2 separate regions of the Sus scrofa genome follow, and region 1 is linked to region 2. Evidence: chromatin contacts called from public HiChIP or PLAC-seq data. All regions are on one chromosome and are shown on one strand. Each heading gives the region's core, a stretch centred on a gene start, on an enhancer-like site or on the middle of the called end of the contact. The rest is flanking DNA. Distances are from core to core; before and after follow the strand shown. Region 1 overlaps LOC102163285 (a long non-coding RNA gene). Region 2 has its middle 160 kb from the start of NAMPT.

Region 1 (2,961 bases), core at 196-2,695, 250 kb before region 2:
TGAAAAAAATTTCAGGGAGTTCCTATTGTGGCTCAGAAGTAATGAACCTGACTAGTATCCACGAGGATGTGAACTCGATCCCTGGCCTTGCTCAGTGGGTGAAGTATCTGGTATTGCTGTGAGCTGTGGTGTAGGGTGCTGATGTGGCTCAGACCCTGTGTGGCTGTGGCTGTGGCATAGGCTGGCAGCCGCAGCTCTGATTCAACCCCTAGCCTGGGAATTTCCACGTGCTGCAGGTGATGTCCTAAAAAGCCAAGAAAAAAAGAAAGTAGGTACCTTACTCATCCCTGTGTCCCCATCCCCTAGCAAATAACTGACTCACATTTGTCCTCAATAAATGTTTCTCAGGCACTCTATTAGGTTGTGGAGTGGATGAGATGCAGTGGAAGTGGGATTTAAAAAACTTTTTTCTCTCAGATTGTCTATCCATGCCCAAAAGATTTTTAAGGCTAAAAATTTTTATCTCAAGTTAACTTTGGCTTCTGCGTGTATTTTTACAATTAAAGTTCTTAATTTTTTCTTTCAATTAATTCCTAAATTAATTTAAATTTTACACCCTTAAAGTTTTTAGACTGTTCTCAAATATTTAGAAAGGCAGCCCATCTCCGCACTGACGAACATAACCTTGTTTGAGATTTTTCATTAATGATGGTTTTGTTTTTTTCGCCTCCAATAGACAAGACGTGGCACTCAGCAACTTGAGTTGTACCAATTAAAAATCATAATGAACTGGTAGTATACTCTTGCACAACAAAGGCAGAGGGCGTTAAATATTTTTAAATGATGCAAATGTATTTGTCAGCAATTGCCTGCAGTCATGCTTGGTAATTTCCTCCCTGCTCTTGCTCTGCTCAAATATCATTAAAAGAATGTAACCAAGTTCATAACCCATTATGAAACTGAACAGTTACAGCAGAAGAAAAATAAATGCTCCTTTCTTAATCATAGTAAAAAAAAAATGCTCCTTTCTTAATCATAGTAAAAAAAATTTTTTTTAAATTACTTGCTTATTTTTGTTCATCTTCTACACAGTCCCAGACCCTCCCCCATGCATGACTCTTAACAAGTCAGAGTGAATCCTCCTGTCGCTTCCTGCTCAGCTGAATCAACACTCCTGGAGGCTGTGACTAATAAAAGCCACAGCCCATGGTTACACTTGACTTTTGAAAACCCTGGTTAGCTTTAAGGACGTAATTACAAGGGCCCATACTTACTGGATGAGTGAGCTGTTTCAAAAACAAGTCAGACCTCATCAATAATTGGTGACTTATTTAGCTTTATTTTTTGGTATCGACTATTATTTAGCTATTCTGAGATCATGAAGGTGTAAACAAAAGTGTTTGGTTTATAGGCTTCTTAATGACCCTTTGCTTTCCTATACTTGGCTCAAAATAATGAGGAATATAGAAAAGGGGAAATGTGATTTCTGAAAGGAAATCTAACAGAGAGTATGTTTCTGGACATTATTTCAACAGCTAATTATAATGGAGATCAATTAATCTCCAAGAAAAAGGGGCGTATTTCCTCAATCCAAAAATTTACGATTCTCTTCCAATAGTGTCACTGTGCATCTGTCATTGAACCATGAGCAGACTTTCTTTTTTCTTTTTTTTTAAATTTTAGTGAAGTATAGTTGATACACAATATTTGTCTTAATTTCTGTTACACAACAAAGTAATTCAGTTATACATATATAAACATCTATTCTTTTTCCGATTCTTTTCCCCATATCGATTATCACAGAATATTGCATGAGCAAACTTTTAATTTCCTCAAGAAGAGGTTCCACCAACGGAACGTCATGTATACATGACATGTAAAGTATGTATTGCTTTAAGCGCCCCACCTTGATTGACATCCATGCTATAAAGTTCACTTCCCTTTTTTAGTGCCCACCCTAGTCCAATAAGCAGGCAGTGTCACTGGTACACTGGCCACTCATGGAGACCCTGGGCCTGGTGGAAATAATGGGTTTAGCGAATTGACCTGTTTTCTTTCACCACAGGCAAGTGTCTTGACCACATGATCTTAAAACTTTCTGTTCTCAGTTCCCCCATTCCCTTCGGGTCTCAGCTCCTTGCCTCTGCCTTCAACACTCAGTTGAACCTCGCTCAAAAAGGCCATTTTTGATGTCCTAGTTGACAAATACAGCAGGCTATTTTTTTGCTTTTATGTTTTTTTTGTGTTTTAAAAAGCAATCGGTATAGCTGACAACCTTCCCTTAGACCTCGCTGTTGGTTTTCTTTCTGATCCTTTTTAACCCCTTTTCTTTCCCATTTTTCTCAATTTCTCTATCATTTCTTTTTTTTTTTCTCCACAGTCTTTTACTATGTTAAAGTTTCTGCCATATTAAAGGAAAATTTCTCCTCTGAACTTGCTATCCCCTTAGAGATCATGCTATATTTTACCCATTTCATTATTTAACCCCACAAGAGAATATAAAACATTTCCTACATTTCTTCATGGTCCATGTACTTTAAAGTTCTCCATAATCAGGCTTATAACTCATCAATCTGGTAAAATGGCTCTGACAGAGTCATGAATGACTTTCTAACTCTTTAAAATCCTCCCCTTATTAAACTTGTCTTTCCAGCACTTGACCTTGTTGCTCACTTCCTTCCAGAAGCTCTCTCTTCCTTGGCTTCCAGGACATTGGTCTTTTCTGGTGGTCTTCTTGCCTCTCTGGACATTTTATTTATTTATTTTTCAAACTCCTTCCGTCCCATTGTCAACCCCTAAACACTGATATTTCCCATCATTTGGCCCTTTCATCCTCTTACCTTATAAGAAACCCTAGAGGAAGTCTACCCTTTCCCCTGGCTTTAATGGCCCTATGGATGCTGATGACCAGTGTGTAATATACAGGGTCCAGCATCTTATGCTTTTGTTTTCTGCTGTGCCATCTTGCTTTGGACTATGGGCCCAGCCACTCTGAGAGACATAGCTGATGTCCTTCACAGC
Region 2 (2,895 bases), core at 352-2,851:
GTGATCATCTGTAGGGAATACAGTTGGTTCCATGCCCATCACGATTTTAATAGATAGAAACATCAGAAACTAAAAATTTAACAAACAATTAACCTATTTGGCAGGCTGATTATCCCACCATGAATTATTAGGATCCTTAGTTTTCCTTTTGGCTGTTCGTTTTAACAAAACAGATCTTGAGTGTAGAGTAAAAAACAAAAACATTTTAGGTGTTTCCATGTGGTTCAGCAGGTTAAGGATCTGGTGTTGTCACTGCTGTAGCTCTGGTTACAGCTGTGGCACGGATTCGAACCCTGGCCTGGGAACTTCCATATGCTGCAGGAAAAAAAAAAGAAAAAAGAAAAGAAAGAATGAAAAGAAAAAGAAAAAATTCAGACCAGATTCTCCCACTTTCCACGTGGGCAACTTTGGCTAGGTTGTGCAACGTCTCTGAGCCTCAGTTTCCCCATCTGAAAAATTGGGGTAAGACTTTCTCTGCTCACCCTAGCAGGATGCTATAAGCCTCATAATAAGATATGTATTATTAAGAAAGCAAAAATTTCCTGGCTTGTTCACATCACACAGGAGGGGATGTGAAAAAAAGGAAAGGAGATGGAATCAAAATATCCCCTTGGTGACTCACCCTGATGAGAGGTGATAAAAATGTCTGTCTCCAGTGAGATGCTGGGATTGTCAGCGGCTTTATCTTTGACCTTTCATAGGTATCTTATGCAAAGCAAGGTCAGAAGGGAAAGTTCTCAAACTGAAGGAAAAACAAAGGCCTTGTGTTATGCCATAGAAGGTCAGCCACAGAGAAGAAATGATTTGTAAAACTGGGCCCATCTACTCCAGCCTCAGGCCAACATCCCTCTCTCTGAAGAGTCCACACCACCTCTAAAGAATCACTTAATTCTGTAGAAAATGTAAATCAGTGTTTTGGGGGTTCAGTTGCTGTTGGGCGGCGCTGTGTTCTCATGCCTGTAATGTTGCGGGCATGTCTGTAGAGCCGTGTGGGCCACAAAGGACTCACCCTGGGGAGTTGGAACCTCCCTGCCCTTCTTCCTGAGCGGCGCCAGCAGTGGGGACAGAGCTGAAGAATGGCTAGGAGCATGTGACATAGGGACTGAGCAGGAAGGCAATTTTTTTTTTTTTTTTTTTTTTTTTTTTTTGCTTTTTAGGGCCACACCCTTGGCATATGGAGATTCCCAGGCTAGGGGGTTGAATCAGAGCTGCAGACGCTGGCCTACACCATAGCCACAGACACGTGGGATCTGAGCTGTGTCTATGACCTACACCACAGCTCACGACAACACCAGATCCTTAACCCACATAGTGAGGCCAGGGATCGAACCCTCATCCCCATGGATGCTAGTTGGGTTCCTATCCCACTGAGCCACAATGGGAACTCCCAGGAAGGCAATTCTTAGGCAGAGAGATTGCCTGCCAAGGGGAGGAGAGACAGTTGCAGCTCCCAACTGGGACCCAGATGCCTGCCTCGACTCAACTGTTGGCAAATTCTGCCGATTCATCCTCACACAGCAGAATTCTCCTGGGGGTGCGGAGGAGGTGCGTGGAGGCGGGGAGCCGTGCTGGGAACACCCTACACTGAGTGACACAGACAGGGAGCTGGTGGAAATCCCCGCAGAGCTCCAGAGCTATGGCAGGACGCAGGCTTTGTCTGGGTCCCCACCTTTGTACCTGGAGAGGAACCTGCCATTTAGCTGGTAGTGGAAATAAGGGATCAAGGGCTGGTCTTGGTACCTTTTTGCTGTGTTCCTTCCCATGGAGAAACCCATTCCATGAAAGACGTTCTTACATCAAGGAGCAAAGGACTCCTGTGGGTGGAATATAAATGCAGTTTGTAGCAGGTTCCAGGGGAAAGTTAGCCCCTCCTGTTCTAGAAAAACACAGATATCTCCTTCCATGCCAGTGGGCTCTCTGGGAATTTCCACCATGGGAAGGCACTTCCAGAGACAACTCTAGCCTGGAGAGGGAGATGCCCTTCCCTGTGCAACATGACAGATGTACAGACAGCATGGTTTGTTTCTTGGTTTTATTTTTCCCCAGTAAGAAAGTCTGGATTAGAAACACATAGAAGGAAGGGGGAGCTAAAGTGTCCCGGCAGCTTCAATTTCTGCTCATTTCCATGTAACTGGTGTTCATCACCCTTATCTCGCAGCTTCAGGACTTTGTTTCCATCTCACCTTCTGAATATAGGCTATTGACCACCCTTGGCTCTCTAATCCTGGCTTCCCCTTCCTGGATGGTGAACAGGTGAGGACAGGCTCTGCCCGCAGCAGTTGTATTCCCCAATGGCTAACATAGTTCCAGCCCTGTATACATTTGTGGGATGAGTGAATGAATAAATGAATGGGTGAATTTCTGTCCCCGGCTGTGGTCTACTACAATTGCGTATTTTCTCATCATATTTTCCCTCTACCACCACCACCACCAAACTGAACCTTGTGTTAGGGCAGGAACTGTTATGCCCTATTCACCAGGAATTGTCTGTCCCAAAGTCAAGGGCAAGGTCAAACCCTCGTATTTAAAATACGGAAGGAAGGGAGGGACAGGGGATCCTGTTCCTTTAAGAGTCTGCCTTCTAGCTGGGGAGATTAGCCCATGGAATAACCTGAGAATGGCCATTGGCTAAGCTGATAGCTGTGGCATTCAGAGGGTGCAAGATGCCCACAGAAGGAGAGATGGTGAGAGTTGGAGAGGGGGTGCCTGAGACCAGAAAGTTCTTCCCCAGGGAAGACTGGCCAGGGGTCCTACTATGTGAGCAGAGTTTTCTGGAGACAGTATTGGGAGTTTGGAGATTTCTAAAAGGAAGAACTTATCTGCAGCTCATGGGCTTGGGATATAGAAAGGGAATAATAGGAGGTGAGTAAGAGTTCAGGTCCCTTTCCCCCAACC

What was found. HiChIP or PLAC-seq counts read pairs in DNA pulled down with a chosen protein or histone mark.
Region 1: an H3K27ac HiChIP or PLAC-seq map of alveolar macrophages shows a contact between it and region 2. The contact joins two enhancer-like sites. A contact is called at or near these places in 1 of 47 Hi-C or Micro-C datasets (embryonic fibroblasts) and 1 of 2 datasets of contacts at active chromatin or transcription factors (alveolar macrophages).

Annotation. Positions count from the first base shown.
Region 1 is chr9:106,570,920-106,573,880 of Sscrofa11.1, reverse strand. All of the region lies in intron 2 of LOC102163285 (a long non-coding RNA gene), which reads left to right. Among named protein-coding and RNA genes, the nearest start is that of CCDC71L, 27 kb to the right of the region's middle. Within about 2 kb of position 1,445, at least 13 of the 83 cell types and tissues checked have an H3K27ac peak or open chromatin away from gene starts, as enhancers often do. A contact at or near this core is called in alveolar macrophages, where this site is marked.
Region 2 is chr9:106,320,832-106,323,726 of Sscrofa11.1, reverse strand. No RefSeq gene overlaps it. Among named protein-coding and RNA genes, the nearest start is that of NAMPT, 160 kb to the right of the region's middle. Within about 2 kb of position 1,601, at least 7 of the 83 cell types and tissues checked have an H3K27ac peak or open chromatin away from gene starts, as enhancers often do. A contact at or near this core is called in alveolar macrophages, where this site is marked.